Linked DNA regions of Mus musculus: region 1 is linked to region 2. The links are chromatin contacts, called in public Hi-C maps. All regions are on one chromosome and are shown on one strand. Each heading gives the region's core, a stretch centred on a gene start, on an enhancer-like site or on the middle of the called end of the contact. The rest is flanking DNA. Distances are from core to core; before and after follow the strand shown.

Region 1 (3,128 bases), core at 64-2,563, 180 kb after region 2:
TCCTGTATGTACCTGTGTCCCCATGTTCCAGGCCTTGTCTGGTTTCTATGCCCTGCATGTCTCTGCGCTCTGAAAGCATCCTAGTCAACCTTGACTCCCTCCGAAGCCTCATGGATGCTACCGAGGATAGCCTACTTTCTGTCTCTTCTTTCCTTGTCCCTCTATAGGCCTTGGATCTAGAGGTATCTCCGTGTGTGTCCCTTATCCTCACCAAGAAAACCTGGACAACACCCAGGGCATGAGTCTGCTGCCTCCCAGAAGTTCTTGTTTGGCCACCTGCTTGGGTTCAGAGAGTAGCTGTCACTAGGGACCACCCTGCCTGTATCCTTGCCTCAAGGAGTCACTCCCTGAAGTTAGAGGCAGACTTTGGCCTTGGCCTACGTGAGTCAGCCACTCCCCTTCCCCTAGCAACCTACAGGTCTGGAAAATCCCCTCTCTGCTTGGCTCCTTCCTTGCTGGCTCAGATCTCCCTCCAGCCCTGCCTGAGTACTCCCGTTCCTCTGGGAGGAAGCAGGGCTCCCGCATGGCCGGAGACAGGCTACGGGGCAGGAAGCCTGGGTTCTATTTCTGCCTGTGACCTTGGAGCTACCCATGGCTCCTTAGGACTTAAGGAACACACTTGCACAGGCCCAGGCTGCTGCCAGCCCAGCATCCCCTTGGGCCATTCAGGGGACTGGTCAGGTTGGAGATGGAGCCTGGGTAGCCTTGGGCATTCATTCTGGTACTGCCATCCTGTTGGGCCTTGCAGCCTCAATGAGGTCTAGCCCAGTGATTCGGCTTTGCCTGGTTAGTGCAGAGCTTGAAGCACAGGTTAGCCCCATGGTGATCTAGGCAGGGTCTATGGGGAAGAGCCGCACACCACTACCTCACCACCTCAGAGGGTCTTTGTGAGCTGTGGTTCTCTGGGTGACATGTATTATACTGAAAGGGGACCTGAGGGGGACTCTCAGGGTCCTTAGCACTCACTGGTGAGAGGTTAGGTCTGCAGCCAGCTTCGGGAGGTCCTGGTGTGCAGGGAGCACTCTGTGAGCGAGTACTGGCTCTGCCTTGACTGTCCCAAGGAAAGGCTAGCCTGGCTAGCACTCAGACTCTTCTACCATCAGGTGTCCAGGCCCACTCTGCTTTTTTTCCAGAGCCTCTTTCCCTCTGGCTCCATTTCCCCTCCCAGATGTGAAACACAGCTGCCTTTGCATAGACAGCTTTTTTTTTTTTGCAAACGAACTCTCTGCCCCTGGCTGTCTTACCTCTCCCTGAGGGCCCTGGCTGCCCCTGTATGCTCCAATACTGGGGAGAGAGCTACAGGCGAGAGCAGCTGCCACCGTCAACCTGGTGTCTAGGGCTGGGGGCCTTCTGACTCAGAGCCCTGTGCCCTTGGCCTTCCTGCAGATGTGTGTTCCTGGCGTGTTTTTTCTTGTTGAATCTCACTTTGCTATTTCCTGTCCGGTTCCAGGCTACTCCCCCACCCCACCCCCTTCCTCTCTACAAGAAGCCCTGGATCTTGCTTAGCAGCAAGAGTTTCCTTTCCAGACAGCAGTGTCTAAGTGGTGCCAGGGATCTGTGCACCTTGTGCTTGGCCCCCATAGCTTTGCTCGAATGGGCACTGGGAGGGTGTGATCATAACACCGTGACTTTTCCTACCTGGAAAGGACCCAAGTATGCCCTTTCTCAAAGCTCCTGTGCCCCTGATCACTGTCCCTGCCCCAACTCTAGCCTCTTAGTCCCCTGGTGTCAATCAAGGCCTGCTCAAGGCTGACCCTCCAGACACCTCTATTCCCAGGCAGGGAAGAACAAGCCTCCAGTCTTGTTCTTAAGTGCGCCTCTCAGAATCTCATGGGTATGCACAGCTCTGTCAAACCTGCAATGAGAAGCTGCCTCCGGGGCTCTGAGAAGGAGCCAGAAATCTGTTTTTCACCTGCCCTTGGGGGGTGGGGGTGGGGTTGTGTTTTGGTGATGGTGGTACTTGGGACCAAACCCAGGGCTTTGCGCCCATGAGGAAGGCAGGTGTTCTATCAGCGAACTACTGAGATACACCCTAGACAGGACACTGGTTTCGAGGCGAGACCTCAATCAGGCCCCTGCTGGCCTTGAACTCATGACCTTCTTGATTTTGCCTCTTGAGTGCTGGTATTACAGGCATGTCATATGTTCTGCTACCACTCCTGGAGAGTCTGAGGTCACATACCTGCATGCATAGGGACATAGTCTGCAAGCCTTTGACTACCACTGTGGACAGGAATGAGCCCCTTATGTGGTCAGGAGATGAGAATCAGGTGGCAGCATGGCTCTTTGGCTATGAGGATCAGACAGTAGGTCACACCATGCTGTCAGGTGAGGGCAGTACAGCTCTTATCCAAGGCTCAGCAGCCGGACAAACACAAAGTGACCACGTGGTGCTCAGTCCCGGACACACACACACACACACACACACACACACACACACACACACACACACATATGATGGCTGTGCCTGGCAGTTAAAATGAGCCTCAGCTCCCGTGTGGATCAACTGGCAGCAGATAAGACAGACCCAGGGATTTTGTGTCTACTTATGGGAACAGGAACATAGGATGGGAGAGAGTGCCACATAGAGTGAAGGAGAGACCAGTGGTTTGCCCATAAGTGTGTGAGTGTGTGTGTGTGTTTGAGATAAGGTCTTAGGTAACCCACACTGACCTCCACTTGGCTGTGCAGCTAAGGTTGACCTCGAACTGATCCTCTTGCCCCTAGCCTAAGTGTTGGGATTATCGGTGTGAGCCGATACACCAGGCTAATTCTGCCTTTTTGTTACTGGGCAGTTAGAGGTGATGGCTAAGTAGATGTAAGGGATAACAAGAGTTGGTTCTAGAAACCAGACAGAAAAGGACATTGCAGCAGAAGGCCCTGGGGGACATGAACTGTATAGAATTGGGGTTTTCACAAGGAACTGTGTCCCTTTGACCAGACACCGGTGGCTGAGCCTCCGCAGTGCCTGAAGCCTTTTCACCAGAATTCTGGATTGTTCTGGGGTCATTGAATACCTGGGCCTGGGGCCTCCCAGCCTTTGGGTTCCCTGGATGTTTTCCTCTTAGTTACCTGGACAACGCCTTTGAAAACATCTAGATATTGTCCAAGTAGATGTAGGCATTCGC
Region 2 (2,980 bases), core at 239-2,738:
CATGTGTGGTCCCCTGCAATGCAACTCTACAAACTACTTATAGTGCACAGCAGGGGCTATGGTCTCACTACCGAAGTATCAAAGGTATTCATAACACTGTCCCAAGACTGTATAGCAGTCAAGGCTCTGCACAATTTCCCTAAGTTAGAAGTTCCATAGATTTTATAACTTGATAGTCTGTGGAATTTCTAGACTAAGTCTTAACTTCTTGAAGAATTCACTAGTTTTCCCAGTGCAGCAAGGTACTATAAAGTCAGCTCCATGACTTTCTGTCATTGATTCAAAAAAAAAAAAAGAAAAAGAAAAAGAAAAATCCCAGTAAGGAACTGGTATCCAAATTAGAGTGTAATCTGGAGTGAATTGTCAGAGTTTTAACCTAAATTTACCACTAGATGGAGCTAATCTCAACCATCTAAGAAACTCTTGTCAAAAACTGGCACCAAAATTTAAAATCTCTCTCTATAATCGTTTTGAAGCACTAGACAGTGTGGTATTAGCACAGGCCTTTCCGAAGCTCTGAACTCATGACCACAAAGCACAAATGAAGCTTTTCAGTTTTAGGCTTAGAGCTCACTAACAACCCTCTATTTTCTGCCTCTAGAACTGGCCCAATACCTCATTTATAGCTAGCTAACCACAGTCAAGACACGGGAGCTCAGACTCTACCATAATCAAATACTAATTGATTGTCAAACTAACCCACAAAAGTGGGCACTACTGTTAAATTCCTTACAGCTAAAACTCAACCCTACACCAGGCAGTGGTGGTGTACAACTTTTAAGAGACAGAGGCAAGGAGCTGAGTTCAATGCCAGCCTGGTCTACAGAGCAAGTCTCAGGACAGCCAGGGCTACACAGAGAAACCCTCTCTCAAAAAGCAAGCAAGCAAGCAAACAAAAAACTCAGCCCTAAATAATAATAAAATTCAATGGGGAGACCATGAACAACAGGACAAAGCAGCCGTTGTTTCAATACTTTTCCCAGAAGCCCACCTTGGCTTAATGAGGACAGTTTCCACTCATATTCATCTCTAACATTAATCACCTGGAATCTGCTACTGAGTTCCCTCTGCAGGGTGAACTGAAATATTACTGAGAAGAAAATAATACCGACTTCCCAAATAAAAGTCTAGACAAGCGCACCATCAGGTACTACAAAGTGCTTTTGCTAAAAGCACTCACTTCACACTCGCTCCCAACTCAAACAGGGCAGAGGTCGGCCGACCTTCACCCTACCCAGTTTCCAGGTCAAAACGCTGCCGAACTCTACTCAGAAGCACCCTAGTCTCTGTCTGTCTGGCCTACCAGCGGTACGATCTCATTCTCCTTGGAGGCTTAAGACACAAAGAGTAACTGAGACGCCTCGCTGTCAGCTTTTACAGCGTCCTGTTCCAGACCCCCATAAAGGCACCTGGAAGTCTTCAGTCACTGTCATAAACCAGCAGTTACTTTGGACTGCAGACCATCAGCGCCTGCCAAACAGATCACACCAGGATGAGATCATCCCTAGCAGGGGCCATCAACTCTGGGAACCAGAACAGGGCCTCAGGTATTAACTTCACCAAATCACCCAGCAGAACCTGACTCACTGACCAATCAGACCACACCTTGACCAAAAGCTTAATTATGCATCCCTCCCTACCTCCCAACTCTTCCTATTTCTTTAAAGCTTCAGTCATTACACGCCCCGCCTCCCCCGTCCCCCTTACCACCTCCCTGCCCCGCCAAGCCCCCAGGATGGACTTGGAGTCAACATACCCCTTTTCAGTATTTACCAACATGGCCTTGCTAACTTTCTTTTTTCACTATTCATACCTTTGGTTGGTATATGGGGGTGGGGGTGTTGAATGGCTGAGATTAACATATTGGGCCTCCCGGTATCAGATTGAATACTCCAGGGAAAGTAGTCTAACAATAAGCATACATAGAGCTACTTTACAGGCCAGAGGGCAGCTCCTTAGGATGAGCACTTCAGCTTATCTGCCTACAGACAGTGGCCAGGGGCTAGAGCTCACAGGAAATGCTGCTGAATAGGATGCCTTTGATTCATACTCTAATAGGTAATGGAGTATTCACCTTTACCTTCAAAACCTGTCCTTTCTATTTCAGAAGAAGAACGCAATGCAGACCCATGACACACTTACTGCAGGGTTTTCTTTACATCCTGGCCACATTAGTCTGCACAATTATTTTAAACCTCCCCTATTAAACATATATTTCAGTCTTCCTCCAACACAGGACTCTAATGTATATTATCTTTAATAGGCAAGTATCTACTGTCTCTCGAGTTCTCAATGGTGCACTCCAGTGAAAGTAGTCTCTAACAATAGCATACTTTACAGGCCACAGACAGTCGCTCCAGAGCAGCTCATTAGGATCACCACCTCATGAAAGAAAGGCTTATGTGTGCCTGAGGGTCAGTGATTCCTATGGAGAGCAGAGTGTGGCCGGGGACCATCCTGTCAATAGCTGGCTCTAATGTCCACACTACCCAAAGGCAGCAAGACAGTATGAAGCGAGTCCAGGAAAAGGATGTGGAAAGCAGTGCTCAGCACTGAGGAGTCTGGGGTTGCCCTATTACTCAAACCTGGAGCCAAGAACTTGAAGGTAAACACTGATGACGGAAGGTCAGAGATGTGGGCCCAGATGCAATACAGTTGTGTAAGGTGTCTAAACTGCCTCTTTTTCTTCACCACACACAGAATTAGCAGATTACATAAACTACAAAATATAAAGACTGTGGAAGGACCACAGAACTGCTTGGCCACCTAGCTGTCCTTAAGCCTGTTTTAAACTCTCCTTCCTAAAGTAACAACCACCTCAGCAGAGGAGGAGCTTTGCTCCATAGTTTAGAGCACTAGCTACACCTTCAGGGACCTAGGTTCAACTCCTACTACCCATTCCTCCAGTCCCAGGGTGATCTGACGCCCTCTTCTGGCATCCCCAGACACTACACGCATGCAGTGCACAGACACATATGCA

The links. A called contact is a pair of places that touch in the nucleus more often than the background predicts.
Region 1: a Hi-C map of muscle stem cells shows a contact between it and region 2, with 2.0 times the contacts expected there. The contact joins two enhancer-like sites. A contact is called at or near these places in 2 of 39 promoter capture datasets (cranial neural crest and pre-B cells), 3 of 484 Hi-C or Micro-C datasets (muscle stem cells, nephron progenitors and palatal mesenchyme) and 2 of 115 datasets of contacts at active chromatin or transcription factors (the NIH/3T3 cell line and fibro-adipogenic progenitors).

Annotation. Positions count from the first base shown.
Region 1 is chr4:137,497,113-137,500,240 of GRCm38.p6, forward strand. All of the region lies in intron 1 of Hspg2 (perlecan (heparan sulfate proteoglycan 2)), which reads left to right. Among named protein-coding and RNA genes, the nearest start is that of Hspg2, 30 kb to the left of the region's middle. Within about 2 kb of position 1,314, at least 95 of the 459 cell types and tissues checked have an H3K27ac peak or open chromatin away from gene starts, as enhancers often do. A contact at or near this core is called in muscle stem cells, where this site is marked.
Region 2 is chr4:137,313,298-137,316,277 of GRCm38.p6, forward strand. No RefSeq gene overlaps it. Among named protein-coding and RNA genes, the nearest start is that of Wnt4, 37 kb to the left of the region's middle. Within about 2 kb of position 1,489, at least 25 of the 459 cell types and tissues checked have an H3K27ac peak or open chromatin away from gene starts, as enhancers often do. A contact at or near this core is called in muscle stem cells, where this site is marked.